Regions from separate parts of the Pan troglodytes genome. Here region 2 is linked to region 1. The links are chromatin contacts, called in public Hi-C maps. All regions are on one chromosome and are shown on one strand. Each heading gives the region's core, a stretch centred on a gene start, on an enhancer-like site or on the middle of the called end of the contact. The rest is flanking DNA. Distances are from core to core; before and after follow the strand shown. Region 1 holds the start of NTMT1 (N-terminal Xaa-Pro-Lys N-methyltransferase 1). Region 2 has its middle 38 kb from the start of NTMT1.

Region 1 (5,882 bases), core at 1,668-4,167:
GAGAGAGTAAGACCTTGTCTCAAAAAACAAACAAACAAACAACAACAACAACGAAACCCAAAAAACTTGGGACCAAGCCTCTGTTGACCTAGATCAGCCCACACCTGAAGCAGGCACCTGCTGGAAACTCAGCCTAGGGGTGGGGAACCCCCACCCCAAGCCTCTGTCCTCCCCAACCAAGCCTCCATCTGACATCCACAATGGAGTGAGGGCGTCCAGACTCCAGCCGAGGGAAGAGAGCCCTGTGTTAGTCTCATGCGTTTCCCCGGAAGGGTTGGCACCCTCTGGTCCCAGAAGGCAAAGCACCTGTGTGGGACGGGCTGGGGCCCACGGTTTCTCTCCTAGTCTGGGGATGAGGGGGTGGATGTTCAAATCTGCATCAGGAGGTGGCGAAAGACAAGGTGGCAGCCCCTGCCCACCAGGTTTGCCCCTGCCACACCTGCGTTCCAGCCCCCTGGACAAAGTTTGAGCCGCCACCTCTTTCCCTGAAGCTGTCAGTGGCCCCCAGACCCGCGCCATTGCCCAGGATCCGGGTCTTTCTCGCCACCTCCTGGCCGCTGAGGAAACAGCAGGGAATCCACACCCTGGCGCCTTGTTTAATGGCAAAGGAATGGGCTGCAAACGGTGGGACTGGCCTGGGCGGTGGCTGGTGGGGGTCCTTAGGGCCCGGATGGGTTGTGGATGGGGGACGCCTTTTGGGAGAGGCGCCCTAACTCCAGAAGAAGGGCAATAGAGCTAGGCTTAGTTTAGACAAACTCTGCAGGGATGGGAAGAAGACAGCACTGCCACCGCCCCTCCACCGGGTACCTGATTGCTGGACTCTGGAGGTAACTGGAAGGAAGGGGGTGGAGACACATCTAGGACGAGGAGTGGGATTCAGTCCCTGGGACGTCCCCTCCCTTCTGTCTCCCTTTCTGGACATTCACGCCCCGTCCCCCGTCTCAGCAGGCCTGATTCTACGGCCCCTCCTCCAGGTGGCCTTGCGCAGCCCACGTCGCCCTCTCTGAGCCTCAGTTTACCCCAAGGGTCGCGGCGGGCCCCGACCCCTGCGCCGGCTGCAGCGCCGCGGCGCGCCCACGCGGGGGCAGTGTTGGCCTGGCTTTGGCGCCGCCTGGCGCGGCCGAAACTTCTCAGCCTCTCGCTCCAGGGTCGGAAACTTTTCCCCTCGCGCGGCGCTCGCGCCCGCCCGCCTCCGCCTCCGCGCTGCTGGCCCCGCACAGCCCCGCTCCGGCCGCGCGACCTCCTGGCACCTGCTCCGAGCCCGCGACCGGCCCTGGCGGGTGGGGGGAAACGCGCCGCCCCCGCCCCCCAACTTCCCTCTCTCTCGCTTTTGTTGTTCAGCCCAAAATTGCTAGGCTTGCAGCCGTGCGGCAGCGCCGAGCACTGAAGCCGGAGTCCGCGTGGAGCCCCCGGGGCGGGTCTCGGCGCCCCCGCGACCCCGGACTCCACGCCCTTGCTCGCGCCGGGGGCACCACGCCGGTGGGGGGGGCGGGGCCTGCAGGGAGACCTGGCCCCCGCCTACCGCTTACCCCCCCTTCCCCCCTTTCCCCTCCCCGTCCCCCTTTCCCCTCCCCCCCCTCCTCCCCCCTCCCCTGTGGCTCGGCCCGCACGGCCCCGGGATCCCGCAGCGCTCCTGTCCGCTCCCTGCGCTGTCCACTCCCTCCCCGCAGACCACAGATGGAGGACGGAAGCCTCAGTCCCGCCGCTTTCGGCACTCACACCCACCACCGAGATACGCACCCCGAGACACACACAGGCACACCACAGGGCCACACCCACACGGTACACAGACAAAACAACGCCCCACAGACACCCCCTTCAGACACACACACCACACACATACCCGGACTCCTGCCCTACAAACAGCCGGTGAACACAGGCCGACCTCACACATACACGGCCTCTCACGGGGTCTCCCAGGGCCGCAGCCCCCACATTCGGGGTCACCTGCTGCCCTGGAGGCCCAGACGCCTCCCCCTGGCCCTCTGTAGCCACTTGTCTGTCCACCAGCATGTCCCCCACCATGAACTTGGGGTGACCAAGGAGGGGATGAGGAAGAGGGAGCGAGGCATTCAGGGGATGGACCCAACCCCAGCTCTTCCCCGGGGGCCCTCCGGGGACCTCTCTCTCACCCTCTTTGGCAAAGACCCCAGACTGGGGGCCTCCCCAGGGGCCCCAACAGGGCCCTTTTCCGAGGGGCATTTCCACTCAGGGCTGGCGGGGGTGGGGTGGGGTGTGGGGTGGGGGGCTGCCCCTCCTGGGCTTCAGGAAGCAGCATGTCAGGGAGGCCAGGAAAGCTCTGCTCCCCCCAACTCAGACCCATCTGAGCAGCTGGGATCAAGGCAGGCGCACCCCCCAACCCCACCCCTGCCATTGGTCATGGACAGTCCTGTGCCCAGCCAGGGCAGGGGAGAGTGGCAGCCCGGTCTAGTTGGGGGGAGGGGGAGGAATGACTCTGACCCAAGGCAGAAGGCAGAGCTGGGAGAGGCAGGAGGTCACTGCCCCTTTCTAGGTGTCCCCACCTCCCCACGCCTCTGCACCCCTGCAAGCTGGCTCCTTAGCCCGTTTGCTGATAAGGACACTGAAACCCTGAGGGCTCAGGCGGTCTCACCTGGGCGTGCTGGCGGTGCCCACTGGAGCTGGAACTGGTCCTACAGATGTCCTGAGCCAGCAGAGCCCTCGGCGGCCCACACAGGAGCTCTCTCCTAAGCCGCTCTCTGTACAGCCTTTGGTTGTTGGGGAAGCCAGGGCCCAGAGAGGCTCAACTCTTTCTCAAGATCACACAGTGACCAGGTGTTGGAGTGGGCATTCGCACTCAGCACCTCTTCACGGGGAAGCCCCGTCTCCCGCTGACCGCAGTCCTGTGGAGGCTGCTTCTTCCTGCCGCACATGGGGCACCTCGGAGCAGGGAGGATCAGGGCAAGGTCAAGGAAGGAGAGGCGTTTATTTGGAGAGGGTGGAACTGGGCAGGTGCACAGGGTCCGGAAGGAGCTGGAAGCCTCAAGGCTGGTGGGCAGGACCCACGACTGGAGTGGGGAAGAGGGCGCTGGCTCCAGGCAGGAGCCTGGTGGGAGGGAGAGGAAGGAGCCAGGAGCCAGGGAGCCCTGTAGATGCAGGGCCAAGGGAAGCCAGCCCCAAGTGGGGCTCCAGGGATGGCAGCTGCCCCACGGGCCGATTGCCATTCTGCAGGCGGCTCATTCAGCTCTGTTATGGACTGAACGTGTCCCCCCAAAATTCATATGCTGGAACCCCAGGTCTGATGTGATGGTTTGAGGAGGTGGGGCCGTTGAGGGGTGATCAGGTCATGAGGGTGGAGCCCTCACAAGTGGGATTCCTGCCCTTATAAAAGAGGCCTGAGGCCGGGCGCTGTGACTCACGCCTGTAATCCCAGCACTTTGGGAGGCCGAGGTGGGTGGATCACCTGAGGTCAGGAGTTTGAGACCAGCCTGGCCAACATGGCGAAACCCATCTCTACTAAAAATACAAAAATTAGCTGGGCATGGTGGTGGGCACCTGCAATCCTAGCTACTGGGGAGGCTGAAGCAGGAGAATAACTTGAACCCAAGATGCGGAGGTTGCAGTGAGCCGAGATCATGCCACTGCACTCCAGCCTGGGCAACAGAGCAAGATTTTGTCTAAAAAAAAAAAAAAGAAATAAAAGAAAAGAAAAAGAGGTCCCAGAAAGGCCTTGCCCCTTCCTCCTTGTGCGGATACCGCAAGAGGCCAGCAGTGTGCAACCCGGAGGAGGGCTCTCACGGGAACCTGACCATGCCAGCGCCCTGATCTCGGACTGCCAGCCTGCAGCTTGGGAGGAATACACTGTATTGCTTCGGAGCTGCCTAGGCTCTGGTCATCTGTTAAGCAGCCCAAAGAGACTCAGCCAAGTATCACACCCATGCTGGGCCCTGAGTGGGTACCTGCCTGGGCAGCCCTGCCCCTGGGAGCCTAGAGTCATGGGGAACATCGCTCAAATTGAGCAGTTCCAGGATGCAGTGACAAGTGCTGGGATGGGAGGCCTTGGGAGCAGAGTAGGGCCTCAATCTTCTGTGCAGGGCATGGGGTGGACACCTGGGCTTTCTGACGGCAGCCAGGTGGGGGTGTGGTCAGAACACAGAGGAACACAGGGAAAGGCAAGTGACTGCTACTGCCTTTCCGGTCCCACAGGCAGGCTGGTGATGCAATTCTCAGCATGGACCAGGGGAGGAAACAGACATGGGAGGGCTGTTGAGCAGGCAGAGGGAAGGGCTGGTGTTCCCCTAGCCAAGATAGACACACACACACACACACACACACACACACCACACACCCTGCCTCCCAGCTGTGTGGGGCTGCCCAGCGCTCATTCCAGCTGCTCTGCCTTTATCGGGGCCATTTGTTCGACCCCACCCCCACCACCTGCCCACCCTCACCCTTTCCCATCATTTCTGCCTCTCTGGGTCCTTCTGTCTTCCCTCCCAAATACACCCTAAGTGACAGATGGTCTGCCCCTTCCTGTTGGAGGCAGTGAAACCCTTCCATGGGGACATGTGACACCACCTCCGGGCAGCCCCACAAGCCTCAACATTCCCCTATGAACAGCACCAAGAAGGGGGATGGATGCTCACTGCTGTTTCGACCCATCGGAGCCAGCTTTGGATGCTGGATGGTGTCTAGGCCAGAAACAGGGATTGGACTCACCAGGCTGGGCCAGGTGTCTCTAGGGCTCTGGAATTCTCCCAGTCAGACTCGGACCCCAAGCACGGCAGCCGGGAGCAGCTCCTCTGCCTCTGCCATCATGGAGCCTGGGCACCCTTAAAGACTCACCCACCAATGTTTCCCTGGCTTATTTACTGCACCTGGCAGCTGAGGGGGCTTCAGTGATGCCCCCAAACTCCCAGGGAGCCCCCCTGCCTGGCTCTGGGAAGACTTCTCTGATGGCTGAAGAGCGCAGCAAACCTCAAAAGAATCTTCCAATAGGAACGTCCTGGCCCATACACTTTGCAGCCATCTCAGTGACCCGAAGCATGTTCTCTGGGGGACGTCACCTCCCCAGGCCGGCCACAACTAACTTCTAGTAACTTCTAACACAGCCCACAGCTGTTCTGGTCATGTGGATTATCTGGCCATGTGAATCAGGGCAGCCAGGAATCCGTGAGAGCAAGATGAACCCGGGCCCTGACCTCATGGAGCTCAGAGTCCAGCAGGAAATCGCAGAGGAATCAGGACGAAAGCTATCGAGCAAGTGCTGTTTGCAGATGCTGCTCTAACACGTCCGTGCTTAAAGCTTACCTCCCCTTGAAGGAGGGCACGTCTCTGGGGAGTAGGCCCAATCCCTGCAGATCAAGAGACCAGCCCACAGAGAGGTTAAGTAACTTGACCAGGGTCACACAGCTGAGCTCCAGATAAGAAATCATATAAGAAAGGGAGGTTCAGGCAGCTGTGCAGGGGAGCACAGAGCAGCTGCCTCCTCTGAGGCTGAGGTTTCTTCCTCCAGGAAGCTGGCCTAGATTTCCACTAGCCCAGCAGGGCCATAGCCAGTGCGTCCAGGCTGGCTATCCTGGCAAACTCTGTCCCGGGGAGCCAGTGTCTGGATTGGGGAGATATAGATGGGGCCAGCTGCACAGATGTGTGACCCCTGCAGGCGCACAGGGCCCCAGGCGTAGAAGGGCCCTGCACAGGCTTCATGCTATGCGGTTGCCATCTTGAAATTTGCAATACATGAGGCACGAGGGGTCCTGCTTTTCATTTTACCCTGGGCCCCACAGACTGTAGCTACCCCATACACAGACACTAAATTATGGCGATGCTGAGCTGCAGCTGGGCGGAGGGCTGGTGAGAGGGTCGCAGAGGGTCTCCTGGAAGAATCGGCCAGACAGAGAGGCCGAGGGGCTGGAGCGAGGCTG
Region 2 (5,882 bases), core at 1,657-4,156, 38 kb after region 1:
GAAGAGGAAAACAGGAGCGGCAAGAAAACCAATGCAAAGGCCAGGCGCAGTGGCTCACGCTTGTCATCCCAGCACTTTGGAAGGCCGAGGTGGGTGGATCACTTGGGATCAGGAGTTAGAGACCAGCCTGGCCAACATGGCAAAACCCTGTCTCTACTAAAGATACAAGAGTTACCAGCCTGGCGAACACGGCAAAACCCCGTCTCTACTAAAAATACAAAAATTAGCCAGGTGTGGTGGCAGGTGCCTGTAATCCCAGCTACTTGGGAGGCTGAGGCTGGAGAATCACTTGAACCAAGGAGGCGGAGGTTGCAGTGAGCCAAGGTTGTGCCACTGCACTCCAGCCAGGGTGACAGAGCGAGACTCTGTCTCAAAAAAAAAAAAAAAAAGAAAAGAAAAGAAAAAAAGAAAGGCTGGGCATGACGGCACGCGCCCGCCCATAGTCCCAGCTACTCAGGAGGCTGAAGTGGGAGAATTGCTTGAACCTGGAGGTGGAAGTTTCAGTGAGCTGAGATCGCACCACTACACTCTAGCCTGGGTGACAGAGCGAGACTCTGTCTCAAAAAAAAAAAAAAAGAAAGCCAATGCAAATGTGCATTGCTGAGTTCACCATTATGGAAGCTGGGGTGCCAGATCCCCCAGGATCATCGGAGCTGCCTTGCAAAATGCATCTCAGAACCATCCGCCCAGGGGAAGAAAGGAGGGAGCATTGGTTCCAGGGCTCTGCTGCCTTTGAGGAAGCGTTGGCCTGTAGGGTGTTCACACCTTTGCACTTGCAGTTGAGCATGTGTAACTGCCGAGTGGGTTACTGTGGAGGGGTGGAGGTGGGGGGATCCCACACTGTGGCATCAGCAAAGCCCCGGGCTGGAAGCAAGAGGCAAGCACAGGGGCCTAGGGCGGGCCATTGTCGGCTCACAGCTGTATGGAGCTTGTCAAGGCCTGTGAGGTCTGTTTACTGCAGCTGGGCCTGGGTTAGGAGGTGAAGCCAAGAGGTCTGAAGCTGTTCAGGTGAGCTGCTCAACACAGTCCGCCCCTTGTAGCACTCAGCCCCGCCCCTGCCCCCCGCTGGGTCCACCGTCAGAGTCCCCTTCGAGGTGCTGGTATCTGCAGTGCCTGCAGACAGCTCATGCTAGAGGGTTACCGAGAAGAGCTCAGAACCCACCTGAGTGGGAACCCCTTTCTTTGCATGTTGGTCCTGGTCCCTGGCACAAAGGCCCCAGTGTGACAGATGCAGTCACAGGTTTGAGTTCGGTGGGATCCACACTGTGCCCAGTGGAGCCCTCCCCTACTTCCCTTCTCCCCTGCCCTCTCTCCCCTCTCCCCTGTCCCAGATAGCTGGGGCCTCTCATCTGACACACGTAAAGTTGCAGGGACAAGAAGCACAAATCCACAAGGGGGTCCCCGGTGGAATGGGGTCGGGGGGCAGGCAATCCTATTTCTACAACTTGTCCCTGGACCATGTGTTCCAGCTTCTGGGGACGTGGCACCTGTGACTGGTTGTTGGCTCTGTGCTTGGGGTGTTGCACAAGCTGGCCGCCCCTACATTCCATCAGGCCCGGACTCCAGGGTGAGACCGGCGGGCATCACGCTCATGTGCCCACTGGGATCCTTCCTCACCATAAACTGTGTCCCTAGGTCCGGGGCCTAGGTGGGCAGGATCCCACATCTCCAGATGGGGCATTCCGAGCTGCATTCTGGATGCAGTGGCGGCATGGAGATCTGTCAGGTGGCACAGAACTACTGCCATGGCTGGATTCCGAGGTGAAGACGAGAAGAACGAGGGTTATGGAATAGCGGGTGCTGCTCACAGGGCTCCGAGTGCAGACACAGAGAAGGCTCAGCACAGGATCTGGCACAGTGGGTCTACCGAATTGCCACTATGCCCATTTTACAGATGGGAAGCCTGAGGCTCAGGGGAGGAGGCAGCTTGCCCAAGGACCCAGGGCTAGCGGGCAGCAGAGCTGGGTTGGGGACCAGCCTTAAAAATCCTGTGCTTGTAGCTGTGAGGCTGTCTCCCCTGCCTCACTGCTGACCCAGTGAGTACATGTCTCTTTACAAAAAGAGTATCGTTCTGTGCCTGTGCTGGCCCAGGGAACGTCGAGGAGGCCAAGGTCACCCCACATGGCCTTCTGGGGCAGCTCCTCCTCTGACCGACAGAGGCCTTTCTGAGATGGCTGGTGGCCAAAGCCACTAACTGAGGGGCAGGACAAGGGGACTCTGAGCACCTTAGTCCCTACCCCACATCCCAGCTTCTATCCAGGATCCAAAACTTTCTCCTGATGGGCACTCCTTCCCCTCCAGCTCAGACAAGTGGGCAGGGCTCTGGTGTCAGACGGAGCTGAGCTCTGCCCTCTTCTCCCTCCTGGCTTTGGGACCCTGGGTGAATCTTGGTCTCTGTTCCTTCATCTCACTTCATGGGGACTGAATGAGACCCAGGGGTGAGGCCCCCAGCCCACAGCTGCTGTTAATCCAGGGCTCTCCTCTCTTAGGAAGGACACAGAGTCCACTAATGACCATTGGGCCACCAAGGCACAGAGAGGGCAAGGGGCCTGCCTAGGTCACCAGCAGGCCTGAGTCTAGTCCTGACTCCCAATCCAGGCCTCCTTTGACCATACCCCAAAAGAAAATGAAGGTGGAGACGTGGGGGTTGCAGGGAGAGGAAGGAGATGGGGAAGCGGGGGGACCTTACACTCACTGCCCCACATACTGCCTCACACATAGTTGGTGTTCACTAAATATTTGCTGAATGATGAGTAAATGTTAGGTGGTTGGATAGATGGGGCCTCAGGCGGGTGAGACCCAGCTATGTGCTGTTTTGAATCCCAGCCCACGGCGTCCTGCCAGTCCCCCTGCTAACCTCATTTGGTTGCTAGCAGTAGCCTTCATTTTCTGCTGAGTCACTACTCTCAACCCAGACGTGGGGTTGGGCGTGCCAGGAATTTGGAGGGAAGAAAGATTGACAGAACCTCAGCACCTCAACACCAGCTCCATTTTTAAGATGAAGAAACCGAGGCGGGGGAGCAGGTCTGCTCAGCACTGGAACACCCCACTTCCCCAGCAGCCTTAGGCCACCACCCCTGCCCGGCTTACCCGCCTCCATCGGGGAGCCTCTGTCATTCTGGTAGCTGGGGGGTGGGGTACTGGGGAACAGAACACATTCCCCAGGGCCCTTTGAGTCATGCTGAGTCCTGTAGAAGTCCCAGCACCACCCATGCTGCTCCCAGGAAGCTTTAGCTGGCCTCTGGGAAGCAAATTGGGGCTCCTGACCCCTCTAAACAGAGAATGGCACCCCCGCTCCATGAGTCTCTTTCCTCCTTTCCTCTCTGGCCCCTCTTGCCCTTCTCTGTGCCTGGTGGCAGGATCTAGGAGCCCATCTCTGTCTCCCGTAAGTACTGTGGCTGGGCGAGCCCCTGCCCTTCCCTGGGCCTCACTGGCCCAGCTGGGACCAGGCCAGCAAACCCAAGTCTCTCTTGACCTGACCCCCCAGGACACTGTGTCCATTGGAGCTCTGACTGTACCCCCTTTGCCCTGGTGCCCTCCAGTCCCCACCCCTCTCTCTCTCTCTGGCCCTCTTATGGACTCTTCCAGAGGGAGACTGTCCCACCCCACCTCCTGGCTTCTGCTTCCTCTTGGTCTCCCTCCTCCTGGCCATCCTCATTGGAAAATGCCAAGTCTGCAGGTTTCCCATGACCTTGAACAACCGGCAGTTTGGGAGTGAGCAGCTCTGAGCTTTGCAAGGAGGGCCTAGGGTGAGGCCCACCATGGGTCCTGGGGGCTGCATTGCCTTTGCACCCCACACCCTGTCCTGCTGACCTTGCTTCATTTTTCTCCATGGCAAGTGGCATCTTCTCACTGCTTACTTGGGTATTGTACGTCCATGGCCTCAGTAGAATGTTCCTTCCACAACGGTAGGGGTTTTGTCAGCTGTGGTCACTGCTTGGTCCTCACCCGGAAGGCCTATAACAGTGCCTGGCCCACAGGGGACCTCCATGAGTGCTGAGGAAGAAGGATTTCCTCCAAGCCACCTGTGGGGAGCACTTCCTTGTGGGCATCACTGCCTCTGATGCACCATCTGCCTGCCCAGGATATGCCAGGCCCCTTTCAGAAGATGGGGAAACTGAGGCTCAGAGAGGAAGAGACGAAGGGAAGGAACGGATGCAACCTCACACAGTGGTCCCTGGTGGGAGTCCAGAGTCGAACCCACGCATTCAGGCCGTGGCGCTTGACTTAGCTCTTCCTCCCACCAGCCAGTCCGCCAACAGCTGAGAGGGGCTGGGACAGCCCCGCCCGCACCCCAGGTCCCTGACGCCTTCGGCCACGCCCCTGTGGTAGAGTGGAGAAACTGAGGCACCCCGCCTCCTCGGATTCCTTGCAAGCCTCCTTCCCAAACCCGCGCCCGCGCCCCCTCCTCGGGCCCTGCCCTCCCTCCCTGGCCTGGCCCCGGCCCCGGCCCCGCGTAGCCCCCGGCCCTTGGCAGAGCTCAGCCCGCGCCCACCCGGAGCCGGGGAGGGAGAGAAAAATGAGTTTTCCTGCCGCCCGGTGGCGGTGTCAATTGATCGCGCGCGGGCGGGGCTGCGCGCCGGGCTGGGGGCCTTGCTCGCAGCTGCCGGCGCGCAATTATCGGGAAAAAACTGGGGCGGCTGCCGCGGTGAAATTAGTTATCGATCCCTCGGTGGGGCCGCGGGGCCGCGCTTGGCGCTGACGGCTGCAGACCCGGCCAAGCCCGCTGGGCGGGGCGGGGGCCTGGGGGGCGGCGGGGGCGGGCCCTCCCCCTGCTTTGGCCTCTCCCTCCTCCCCCTCCTCCTCCCTCCTCCTCCCGCCCGCGCTCCCCTCTCCCATTCATCCTGCCGCCGTATCGACCCGCGGCCGACCCCGCGCGGCCAGGCGCCCCCGCCCGCTGCCCTCTCCTTTCCCAGCCCGGCCTCCCCCGCGGGGGCTGTCACCGAGCGCCTGGCACGGCCGGGCCATGCCCCGGGGAAGGAGGGACCAGGGCCGGGGGCGGGAGCCAGCCCTTGTGCTCGCAGCCCTGGGTTCGGAGCCCAGCTGCCCGGGAAGGTTTCCAGATCTCCCTGAGCCTCAGTTTCCCCATCTGTAAACTGGGTGGTGGTGGCTTCGTCCCCCGCTTTGAGAGGACAGCAGGAGAGGCGTCCTGAGAAGTGAGTTCGCCTGGAAGCTGCCGGGCTGTAGTTTGCGTTGATACCACCGATCTTCCCGGTCACTCTAGGAGACGGGCCATATCCCCGTTTTACAAATGAGGAAACTAGCTCAGCGAGGGGAGACGCCGTGTCCAGGGACACACAGTAAGCAGGTGGCCCAGGAGGACCCCAGAACCCGGCTGGAGGTGGCGGTGGGGGGCGGAGGGGTGCCTGCGGAAGGAGAGGAACAGGAGCAGCGGGAGGTCAGCGCTGGCACCTGCAGCCCTGTCAGCCTGCGGGGGTGCGGAGGTTTGGGAGGTCTTAGCAGAGTGGTGCTGACAGATCGTAGAGCGTGGGTGGAGGTCAGGGCTCCCCAGCCCTCGCTGAGCCATTGGCTCGGCAGCCTCCTGGTTGGAGAGGAAGAGTGGGGAGGGACAGAGGAAGGAGAGGGAAGCAAAGAGGAGAAGGGGAGTGTCTTTGCCCAGAGCCAGCCTGCCACCCTCTCCTTTCCCAGCACTAGGCTGCATTTGGAAGGGAGGCGCCAGGCTGGAGAGCAGGGGATGTGAGTTCCAATCCTGAGGCTCCACTAGGTGGTGTGACCTTGAGCAAGGCCCTGCCCCTCCCCAGGCCTCCTACAAAGATGGTATTTGGTCCTATGTCCCTCAAGGCTCCTTCGGGCTCCCCTCTGCCTGCCAGCCACAGCCTCATGCATCTCAGAGTCTCAGAACTTTTTTTTTTTTTTTTGAG

Evidence for each region. Hi-C and Micro-C count contacts between places; a contact is called where the count stands out from the background.
Region 2: a contact with region 1 is called in a Hi-C map of stem cell-derived neural progenitor cells, with 3 times the contacts expected there. The contact joins the enhancer-like site here to the promoter of NTMT1 in region 1. A contact is called at or near these places in 1 of 7 Hi-C or Micro-C datasets (stem cell-derived neural progenitor cells) and 1 of 1 datasets of contacts at active chromatin or transcription factors (stem cell-derived excitatory neurons).

The regions. Positions count from the first base shown.
Region 1 is chr11:8,844,556-8,850,437 of NHGRI_mPanTro3-v2.0_pri, forward strand. It overlaps NTMT1 (N-terminal Xaa-Pro-Lys N-methyltransferase 1), which reads right to left and starts at 2,918. Exons shown (of 4, transcript XM_009457481.4): 1 at 2,612-2,918.
Region 2 is chr11:8,882,550-8,888,431 of NHGRI_mPanTro3-v2.0_pri, forward strand. No RefSeq gene overlaps it. Among named protein-coding and RNA genes, the nearest start is that of NTMT1, 38 kb to the left of the region's middle. Within about 2 kb of position 2,907, at least 11 of the 24 cell types and tissues checked have an H3K27ac peak or open chromatin away from gene starts, as enhancers often do. A contact at or near this core is called in stem cell-derived neural progenitor cells, where this site is marked.